Linked DNA regions of Mus musculus: region 1 is linked to region 2. The links are chromatin contacts, called in public HiChIP or PLAC-seq maps. All regions are on one chromosome and are shown on one strand. The core of a region is the stretch at or near the end of the contact, and the rest is flanking DNA. Distances in the headings are between cores, read along the strand shown. Region 1 has its middle 40 kb from the start of Ccdc6. Region 2 overlaps Ank3 (ankyrin 3, epithelial).

Region 1 (5,291 bases), core at 1,400-3,899, 180 kb before region 2:
AGTTAACCATTGATGCGTTGCTGTGTTATCCCAGGTATCTCTTGTTCATAAAGTTACACGTTTAGATGTACACAAAGAACTACAGATGCAAAACTGTTCTATTCTATGTGGTTCTTGATTTTCCACATTAGCACCTGGGAATTTGCTTTCAAAGTTGCAGCCACAAGACTGGTCCTATCAGCTCTCAGTCATGAAGGGGGCAGGACTTATTACTCCTTTACTTTTGTTTTTTGTTTTTTTTGTTTTTTGTTTTTTTTTTTTTTTAGATTCTGGGGGAAAGGGAAATCGTTATTTTTAGTTGTAAACCCTCAGACAAGCCTATCAGGTCTGGTGGATAACTCAAAACCTTTGGTCGTCCAGCTTTGCTTATCCAGCTTGGTTAATATCAGAGAGTCACAAAATACAATGAATAGACATGAACTTGATAATTCATGGAGAGGAGGGAGAATGGATGGGGTAGATTAGAGGTAGGTGTCAGTAGGCATTGTGTACATGTGTAGAACGTCTAAGAACAAATTTACTTAAAAAAAAAAAACTACTTAAACAGATTAAAAACAACAGAAAAGTCCCAAGTCATTAAGCAGATCTTGCAGATCCCACATAATTAAGAACTGAAGAGGTTTGGGTAAATCAGCTTTTGAACAAGAATTCTGGGTAATTAAAACCATGGGCACTAATTGTAAGTCCTCCTTGCTGACCGGATGGTTCTTTTCTTTTCTTTTCTTTTCTTTTCTTTCTTTCTTTTTTTTTTTCTTTCCTTTTTCAAGACAAGGTTTCTCTGTATAGTCCTGGCTGTCCTGGAACTTATTCTGTAGACCAGGCTGGCCTCAAACTCAGAAATCTGCCTGCCTCTGCCTCCCCCTTGCTGGGATTAACAGCATGTGCCACCACCGCCTGGCCACTGGATGGTTCTTAAAAACAAAACTCGTTAGTTGCTCATTAGCCCCTCATTTAGGTGAGATGGCCCCAAGTGACATCCTGGACGCCTCCTTGGAGCCAACATGGCTCTCTGATATCTTGGACCTTTTTGCCTGGACTTGATTACACCTGAAGCTTTGCCAAGATGAAAAATTAAGATGTCCGTCTTCATTCATTTTCTATGTCTGTGATAAGACACTGTGGCCAAAACTACTTATAGAAGAGTGGGCTGGGGGATTCCAACCTCAGGGGGTTTCAGTTCATGAGCCTAGTGATATGCCATGGTGGCGGGCAGGCATAAGAGTAGGCAGGCAGGCACGGCGATGGAGTGGTAACTGAGAGTTTACCATCCTGAGCCACAGCCACTCAGCAGAGAGGACTAAGCGGGGCACAGTTATTGCTAATCTTTTCTTCGAGGTTTTTCTCTGGGTGCTTGTAGCCAGCTGTTCATTCTTTCAACAGCTGTTAGCTCAGCATTTTGCTCGCAGTAGTATTGGAGACAGACTGAAAGGTGGCTGCAGTCGGTGGACTGGCTTGTCCAACTTCGATTCCGGTCCCCAAGTCTCTTTGTTGAGTGCTAGAACTACCTAAGGGGAAAGTGGTTCTTTCAAGAAAGAGTTCCGGTCTGGAGAGATGGCTCAGTGGTTAAGAGCACTAGCTGCTCTTCCAGAGGTCCTGAGTTCAATTCCCAGCAACCACATGATGGCTCACAGCCATCTGTAATGGGATCTGATGCCCTCACCTGGTGTATCTGAAGACAGCTACAGTGTACTCACAATACATAAAATAAATAAATCTTAAAAAAGAAAGGAAGGAAGGAAGGAAGAAAGAAAGAAAGAAAGAAAGAAAGAAAGAAAGGAAGGAAGGAAGGTAGGTAGGTTTCCTAGTCTTGTAATGTGATGTGTTGAGACAACACACTGGGTGCGTGAGAGGAAGGGCCACTGCAGTCGCTCTCTGGAGGACACAGGGGAAGAGGGTAGGGGCTGTAGCGGGAAAGGACAGAGGGAGACAGACATTGTGGAGCATGACAGATATCTGAAGAGTAAGGAGCTCTGTCTTGTTCTCCCAACTCAGGGCCTTTAGTGTTTCTTCCAGGATGCTATTCTCTGTTCCCATTATTTGTTTAACTAGTTGGCTATACACAATCTGTGTACTAGTCTTTTTTGTTTGCTTGGGGTTTTTTGTTTGTTTGTTTGTTTTTGAGACAAGGTTTTCTCTATGTAGCCTTGGCTGTCCTAGAACTTTTTCTGTAGACCAGGCTGGCCTTGAACTCAAAGAGATCCTCTTGCCTCTGCCTCCCGAGTGCTGGGATTAAAGGCATGTGCCACCACTGTCCTGTTTACACTAGTCATTTTCTTAATCCAGATCTGGAAATGTGTCTTCCTAGAGGCCAACCCCTGGCCTTGTCTACATTTGTCTCCTAATGTGAACTACCTCACGGGGTGTTCAGTTTGTTGAGCAGAGGGGTTAACCAAGTTGCTCACCCACACCACCTGTTGATAACCTAAATTGTTGAATGCTTTGGACTAGAAATAAGTTCAGATAACTCCGATGTGGTATCGTTGCTAATGCAGCTGTATGTAGAGACAAAAACTTCTGGCTGAAGAGTCTAACTCTAAGAGTCTAGGACTAGTGTGTGCTGCCATCCCATGACCCTTCCTGAGACTCCATATGTGTGTTTTATACATGAGCAAGGAGTTAAGACAGCCTATCAGGTCTGCATCCAGTCTATTTTGGGGCCATCTGTCTCCACAACCTGACCACAACTGTTTAATGTGTCAGTCAGCGTTGTCTGAAGTCTATCCCAGGGCCTCTCTTGGCAGACTCCCAAGGTGAAAAATTGTTCCAGAATCCACATCCAGGGCCATGTAGCTCACCCCAGCCTGTTACTGCCTAAATATAGCTGTGCAGCTTGGCTAAGTGGTTTATAAAGGATGGTCAGCGTCTTAGAAGGAAGGACACTTCGTTTGCTGTGGCCCTTCCTCACCCCCCCCCCCCATCTAGAACAAATCAACCCTCACCTCACATGTCATGGAAGTACAAAATTTCTAAATATTCAAACATCCAAATGGGTTATTTGGGGGGTGATATTAGTCATAACTGTTCATTCTTTACAGCTCTAAAGGCTCTGAGTGGAAATGGCTGTGGTTTGCCTCTTTGATTTCTGTGTTGACACAAAACCAGTTGTCATCTCAAAGGGACTGGGGACAATGTATGCTGGCACCGAATGTGGGAAACTGAGGCCCTGAGACACAGGTTTCGTTTCCCCAGTTACCGAGACCCACTGTCCAATTAGTCATGTGAAACTTTATTAGTTACACAACAAAGGAACTCGTAAGTCAAGGTGTCGATCCCACGCTTTGCTGGGAACCCCACTTAAGCCGTTCATAGCAAAGTGGGGGTAGGGTGGGCTCTGTGATCGGCTCCAGGGTTATCTGGTGATGCTCTTAGCTTTTAGGTGAGGGGAAAGCAATGGTTTGCAAAGAATTCGTTTTAAACTTATCAAAAGTTATAAAGACCTTAGGTCCATTGCAAGCTGTGCAATGATTGGCTTTCAGAGCTGTTAAAAATAGCTCAGGAATTTGCTCCCTGCCCCACCCCAAGATACGGTTTCTCAGTGTAGCCCTGGCTGTCCTGGAACTTGCCTTATAGACCAGGCTGGCCTTGAACTCACAGAGACCTGCCTGCCTCTTTCTCCACTACTCCTGACTTAGATCATTTGGCTTTAGTCTGCAACATTTTAAGGTCTTATCTCAAAATTTTAGTCATTTGGCCTTATGGAATCTTTAACACAGGTGTGGGTTTTTTGGGTTTTTTTGTTTTTTTTTTTTTTCCTGCAATTTTTTCAGTTCACATTTGCTTATGATTTTGATTTCTATCAGGAACATCCTCCTTTAAAGGGCTTTAAAGTATCAAATTTATGTCTCTCTTATTGGACCGTGAAACCAGAATCCTACTTAGAAGGATGACCTCAGGAAGAAAGGCAGTGGCCCCCCTCTTTGCACTTCTGGGATGAGAAGTGATCTGGGTAGCATTGCTAGTATGACAGTTGGAGCTGCCCTGTGGAGACCACACTCTACAACTGTGGAGGGATGCTTACAGACCAGGAAAACAAACCCAGTCGGCCCAAGGACAAACAAACAAAATATTGGCGATACTAGATATCACTGATTGTGTCTAGGAATCACAGCGTTTCTAAATTCTCAACCTACAATCTTTAGGGACTCTCATTTCTCTGATATACCAGCTTTTCTGCCTTGGTTGGCTTCTCTTTCATCTTAATTGGGCTTCCTCCAGGGGTCAGGCTGGGTATGCGTCGTCCCGAGCTTGTCACCATCTCACTGAACAACTCCAAAGACTAAGGCCTACTCTTTGTCTGTGCCCGCATGACCAAGACCAAAGGAGCACTCTAAGTTAGAGGCAAGACACCCTCAGCATGTGCAGTGTCTTTGACAACTTACATGAAATCTTTGAGTCACATGACTTTGCCTTTCGGTGCTTCAGGTGTCCCTATGCACCTGTTGGTGGGCAGGTGCAGGAGTTGTTCTGACTAATTTTGTAGTGTTGGTTTCAAACTCAAAACACCTCTCATGTGATTGTGGCCCTTCAGCCACACATGTGAATGGGCGTTTCAGCAGCTGAGGCTGCAGATTTGCTGAGATGGTTCTGTCCCTTGGGGCTTTGTTAGGCCCAGCAGCTTTGCTGAGAACTCTAGTCATAACAAGTAGGCTAGTCTATGTACACATGTTAAACACTCATCAATTTTCACAGACTAGATAGGGTCACCCCCTTTCAGGCAAGGCATGGCTAGGTGATAGCAGAGGTGTACCATCAACATATATATATATATATATATACATACACACATATATATGTGTGTGTGTGTGTGTATGTGTATGTATATGTGTATATGTATATATGTATATATACATAATTTGAATATATATATATATATGTAATATATATATATGTGTGTGTGTGTGTGTGTGTATACTAAAAGAAGAATCTCTACGTCTTCAGTGAAAAGCTGGGGTAGTGTTGGAAAAATTACCACTAGAACTAATTATTATAAAAATTAAGAAAGAATATGAGTCTGTTACCATGACTTTATATAACCATGGAGTTTCTGCTAACAGATAACATCCTGCTTATTGGGTTTTATCTCTGAACATGGCATTTTGACAACTTGCTATGGACATCCTCATCCCCTCATGCAGAGTGGTATGCTGTAGGCTTTTGGTCCTCAGGTCATGGAGGGAGAGAAAAGAGAGCCTGTGGGTGGCTAAACAAGCAAGCGGAATATGCAGGAGTGGAAGGGGGCTGGTAAAGAGTGGCCAGGGGCCATGGTCGATTGTGAGTCTGAAGGGATCCAG
Region 2 (5,879 bases), core at 1,812-4,311:
AGGTATGATAACTGGATATTAGCATGGGTAGAAATATGCTCATAACTGACCCATGGAGAACACCCAGGGCAGATTTTCCAGGAGAGGTGTTCCAGATGTACAGGACCAGCTTGGCAAACGAATGAGACACATATACCTGCTCTAGGAGAAGAGCCAACGCTCCAATTTGCAGAGAGAGTTCCTGGAGTTGGGAAGGCAGAGAGGTGGATTGGGGTGGGGCAGTTCTGGAGTGGGGAGACCCACGCCTGTTTGCTATGCGGAGACCCAGTGCTGACACATAAGGATGAATTCTCTCGGTGGGTTCAGAGGAAATGCACACAGGGCTTCCCTGCTCCTAACTGCAACACTCCCATACTTCATTCACTGGACACGTTCACACAGAACAGTCCTTACTCTCTCTTAGCACAGGAACACGTTTCTCAGTCTTTCGGCCAGCCACCTGCAACCAAGTGTGGGTTGTTTGGTAGCACAGCCAGCCCCTACCCAAGAGGTGGCAGTCTGCCAACGAGATGCCCCTTAGGAGACAAGCAGGCCTATCTATAGCTGCTTCCCTAGAGGGAAACCCACGGCTGCCGAAGCTATACTCTCTAGTCCCCCGAGTCCCGCAAGTGTTCTCACCTCGGTTACGGCTTGAATAGATGCACCGTGCTTCAAAAGGAGTTCCATTACTCGGATGCGGTTCTTTTTGCAGGCGATATGGAGAGGGGTGAAGCCATTCTGTAAGGGACAAACACATGTATCTACTTAACTTCAGTACATGGGAGTCAGTTCCTACTGTGTGCAGGGAAAGACATCTAGTACAATAAGGCGCTGTGAGGACCCAGAACCAAAGTGGTTAGACACATGGCTTTCCTGGATGGACGAGTCTGGACTGGTTCCCAGCAAGGTTCCCAGGTTGTAACTTCCTTGTAGGGAAAAGGTGAAGTGTGCATAAACTTCTTTACTTTATTTTAGAGTTCCAAATAATTTTTTAATTTCATTTTGAGTTTTGACTCAGTGTCTCATTATATAAAGCCCAGCTGGACTCAGCCATGTGCCTTCTGATTTTTTCTTTTATTTTAAAAGTTATTATTATTATTACTTCATATATTTACTATTTACTTATGTATAAGAGTATATTGTAGTTGTCTTCAGACACACTAGAAGAGGGCATTGGATCCCATTACAGATGGTTGTGAGTCACCAAGTGGTTGCTGGGAATTGAACTCAGGACCTCTGGAAGAGCAGTCAGTGCTCTTAACCACTGGAGCCATCTCTCCAGCCCTGAAGTTATTATTTTATGTGTATTGATGCTACATATATATCTGCCCACGAGGTGTACACACTGCTCTGTGGAAGTCAGATCCCTGGGAACTGGAGTCACAAATAGTTGTAACCTGCTGTGCGGGTGCTAGGAATTGAACCCGGGTCCCCTAAGAGAGCAGTCAGCATTCTTCACCACTGAGCCATGTCTCCAGCCCTCCTACTTTTTCCTTTGGATGGTCTGGACAGCAGGCATGTGCCATTGCCCTAGCTGATATCCTTTGTCTTACCTGTGGGGCTGTCTCTAAGTGTTTGTTCCACCACTAACCGGCCTGACCCCACTCTGACCAGTTGGTCCTTCATATTATCCTTGATTGACTTACTATGATGCAAGTGTGTGTTAAGGTTTCAAACCTGGGACAAGCAGCTAAGGTGCCTATTTAACAATCAAAGTGGACCTGGCCTCCAGGTTCTCCCAGCATCCTTCAGTCCCTACCTGTTTCAGGGTATGGCTGGCATACTCTGCCCTCTATCCTGAACTTTCCAGCCTAGGGGCTGGGCTGCCCTTACCCCAGAGGCTCTCCCCTGTATAATCCTCTCCCCCTCCCCCTCCCCCACCCCCTTTTGCTCCTTTTGTACCTTTGTCCTCCTGGCTATTATACTTGTTTTCCCTCTCTCCTTTCTCCTGTCCCACAGGTGGTCAGGGTCATGACCACTCAAGTCTCTACCAGACGAGTCTGCCTCTGTGTCTCTCTTATATCTATAATAAACTTTCTCCTCCACCATACCTAGGAGCGGTCATGTCCTTTCCTCTCCTTTTTATTTCTTTTATTTCACTCAAAGCACCCACTCTCTTCCTGCCTCTGGACAACTTTGTACAAGAAACACAGCCTTATAAAGCACCGCTGTCCGGATTTGTAAACTCAGAACATCAAACTCCTAAATCCGGAGAGGATGGGTTTGCTTCCGAGAGAGGTGTCCTGCCTTGTACCTGGGTTCCCAGGCATTTAGCCCGAGCCTTCTGAGACTCCGTTGTAAAGGACCAGAGTGTGTTCACTGAGCCCTTCCCATCCCTCTATGGGTTGAATTAAGGAGCTTACTTCAAATACAGCTGGGGAAAACACAAGCATCAAGTCTGTCTGCACAGTCAACCTTTGCCAAGGCCTGCTCAGACTTGTCCCCTGTGTGACAGGACATTCTCAGGACAAGCTCCAGAGAGTTTCCTTTCTTAAGACTCAAACACGCAGCAGCAGAGGGACAGTGGTGTCACAAGGCTTTTAATCCCAGCAGAGGCAGGTGGATCTCTGTGTTCGAGGCCAGCCTGGTCTACACAGTGAATTCCAGGAGAACCGGGATTATTCAGAGAGACCCTATCGCAAAAAAGCAAAAGCGAAAACCACACCAAACCAAAAGGCTCGAGCATGGGCTTACTCTAAGGACCCAGGATCTCAGGTGACTCAATGGCGTGCAGCTCATTTGCTCAAAGGTTTACTCTCATAAAAGAATTGGCGTTTAAACAAATTACCCACCCAACCGTTCTCTGTCCAACAGCTGAGACTGGGCCGCCTGTTTCAGCCGTCAGTAGGGACCCGTACAAAGACGGAGGTTCACCACACAAAGATACAGCAGGTGCCCCTGGGCAGGTCCCAGGAATGCTTTTCTTATCTTTTCTTTCTTTCCTTTTTGGCTATAATCCATCCCAGGGTAACTGACTACAATGTCCCTCTGTTGGGAAAACTTGAGTCATAGGAAAATGAAAGTTAAGCCACGTCCTGCTTTAGAGCCTTACTTTTTTTTTTTTTCTCCTATGGAAAAAGAGTGACTCATGGCCATTCAGAGGTCCCCTCCCTTCTCAGAAGGCAGAGGCTTCTGACACACTGGGCAGGCCAGCAGCTCCTAAAATACTTTTTTTGGTAGACGCTGTTGGGTTTCCAAAGACCAAGGCGCTGCCGGCTGTGTACTGAGTGCCAAGCTCCCTCCTCTCCACTGAATTTCAGGCCCCCCTGAGGCAGAGGCACAGAGGTTCTGAAGGCAAGGTCACAAGGCAGCGTTTGAGGGAAGCAGAAGCCTGCCAGGAAGGGTTGGCTGGAGTCAACCTATACCTCAAAATCACTAGTCAATCAACGTCTTCCCCGGGACTGGGCATTTTCGTTCTTTCTCTGAGTGCCTGGGCTTACTCTGAATGAAATGTCAACACTTTACTAGGGATTATTTATTTCAACCGTACTAAGGGTTATTTACTTTAACAATAGCAAGCATTGTCTTATTAAAAAACAAAACAACAACAAAGGTTAATATCATTTAAGCTCACAAATTCTTGGACAAATAGTATTATTATTTTTTAAGACAGGGTCTCACTATGTAGCTCTGGCTAGCCTGGGACTAGCCAGACCTGGCTGGCCTCAAACTCAGAGCTCTCCTGCTCTTGACATTATGCCCAGCTGTCTGTTTATATGCATGTATGTATAATGTATATATGTATGTATATGTGTGTATACATACATACACACACACATATACACATGCATGTATAAATGTATAATATATATGTACATACATACATATCATTCATACATATGTACATTATCATTATTTTTATCTGAAAGAAAGTCTCCTTCTGTAGATCAGGCTGATTTTGAACTCATAGTAATCCTCCTGACTCAGCCTTACAAGGGCTGGCAGTCATGTCTAGTTTGCTTCAAGATTCTATACGTCAGAAAGAAAACAACAAAACCCCTCTAACTGGAGGAATCATAACATTACCGCAGTGAGGTGAATGAAGCTGTTCAGGTCGGTCTTTTTTATAACCGTTTAATGTCAGGCTCTCTCTCAGGTAAGAGGAACCTGAGTGGGGCCCTGAAGAACCAGCCGTTTTGCACTGTCAGCTTTATTCCCACCAGCACAGGAGGCTTTGTCTACTCCCAAGGACATTTGGAAAGATTAACAAAGTACAGTGATTTAATGGGCATTCCGTCTTTGTCTCTGGAAGAGCAATCCCTCCACACGCGATGCATCATGTGCCGCTGGCAAGACCCTCGCTTGGGTTGGATGGCAGGACTACTCACCAGGGCTTTGGCATTGGGGCTAGCTTTCTTATCCAAAAGAACCTTGGCAACTTTGTAATGGCCGCAGTGGGCAGCCACATGGAGGGCAGTCAGGTAGTCGTTGGTGACGTCGTCCACGGGCACGTTGTGCTGGAGGAGGAGTTGGACGCAGTTTAAATGGTCTCCTTGTGTGGCCATGTGCAGTGGCGACAATCCATTCTGGAACACGGAAGGGGAAGAGGACTCATTGTTTTTGTTTTTTTGTTTTTTTTGTTTTTTTTTTTCTTTTTAGCTCAAATGAGGCAAATAACAGAACAAACAGGAACATGTTAAAAACTCTGATGCTTCATTTGGAAATACCTTACGATTTTAAAAGGCACTGACAATCCTTTTGAACGGCTCCTGCTTTAAAAAGAAAACTTTTCTTTCTTGTGTTAAAGAAAAAAAAATAGTCCAGGGTAGTTTCTTTCCCCAGTTTAAAACTTATATGGTTTGTACCAGGGGCCAGAAGTTACTATATTCCCAGTAGGATTTATCATTTAAAAATGCAAGAAAAAAAATAGTGAAAGCCAACTCCTAATCACTGGACTCTTGCTGTTTTTTTGCCCTTGCAGAACATTACCGAGCTTCAGAAACAAGACTACCCTGTGGCAGGGAAACCTTCATCCATTTCTAGAAGTCTGGCGCCCCCATGCGTCAGCAAGTAAAAGGAAGCCACTGACCCAGTGAAGAGTCCGCAGCTTAAATCATCCTGGCTTAATAATAGTCACGGGCAGCATGAAGATTGAAGATTTATTTCAAGATCTCAGAGAAGAAATGAATATAGGAGCCCTCAGGGTCCATCTCCAGCACTGAAGGGAAAATTGTGAAGAATGGCAGTCACCCCTCAGTGGTTGGATACGTGAATCAAGGCCAAGCAGGCTAACGTGAGTCCTTTCGAGCTTCTGTTACGTATGGAAGCAAAGTGGGAGAGCCCAGAGAGTCTCAGCAGGCTCATTTACCACAAGGGAGGTCTAAATTACCAATAGTATAATTTAGCACATTAAATAAGCCAAATAAGCCGTTTCCTCTATGATAACAACAAATTCTGTTTTCAAAAAATGTTGGGACGTGTGCCCAGGGGATCCAGGAACACCTGACTTTTCCAAGACCAGCTATCCCCCCTACATTTATTGTGGCATGAGAGGAAACATTCATAGACAAAGCAATGTGAAATCACTCAGCCATCTCACTACCACAAATGGCTACATATTTCAGATACCCATATTCCTTAAAGGCAAGAGATTTATGATAGTATTTTCCTATACTGCCTAGCGGAGTTATGCAGATAGAAAAGGGGATATAAGCGTAATAAATATTGAGATGAATTTAAACACTTGGGCAGCCATTGGGGAGTTGGAATGTTCCTGCCTCAAGCATTCTCCTCTATTATCCTGAACCAAAGGAGACACTAAAGGTGTCGCCAAGGGCTGGGGCATTTCCCATCTGACACTGCCCCACACAGATCCTCCCTCACTTCCACCAAATCCTCCTTTGCTTTATGTTTTCCTGTAGTCTTAGAGGAAGTGCAAAGTAAACAAATCTCAGAGAACA

Evidence for each region. HiChIP or PLAC-seq counts read pairs in DNA pulled down with a chosen protein or histone mark.
Region 1: a contact with region 2 is called in a FOXA1 HiChIP or PLAC-seq map of pancreatic cancer cells. The contact joins two enhancer-like sites. A contact is called at or near these places in 1 of 484 Hi-C or Micro-C datasets (embryonic stem cells), 1 of 115 datasets of contacts at active chromatin or transcription factors (pancreatic cancer cells) and 1 of 9 other capture datasets (embryonic stem cells).

What each region holds. Positions count from the first base shown.
Region 1 is chr10:70,054,704-70,059,994 of GRCm38.p6, reverse strand. No RefSeq gene overlaps it. Among named protein-coding and RNA genes, the nearest start is that of Ccdc6, 40 kb to the left of the region's middle. Within about 2 kb of position 2,649, at least 21 of the 459 cell types and tissues checked have an H3K27ac peak or open chromatin away from gene starts, as enhancers often do. A contact at or near this core is called in pancreatic cancer cells, where this site is marked.
Region 2 is chr10:69,869,628-69,875,506 of GRCm38.p6, reverse strand. It overlaps Ank3 (ankyrin 3, epithelial), which reads right to left. Exons shown (of 43, transcript NM_146005.3): 10 at 4,308-4,505; 11 at 619-717. Among named protein-coding and RNA genes, the nearest start is that of Gm33416, 6.2 kb to the right of the region's middle. Within about 2 kb of position 3,061, at least 145 of the 459 cell types and tissues checked have an H3K27ac peak or open chromatin away from gene starts, as enhancers often do. A contact at or near this core is called in pancreatic cancer cells, where this site is marked.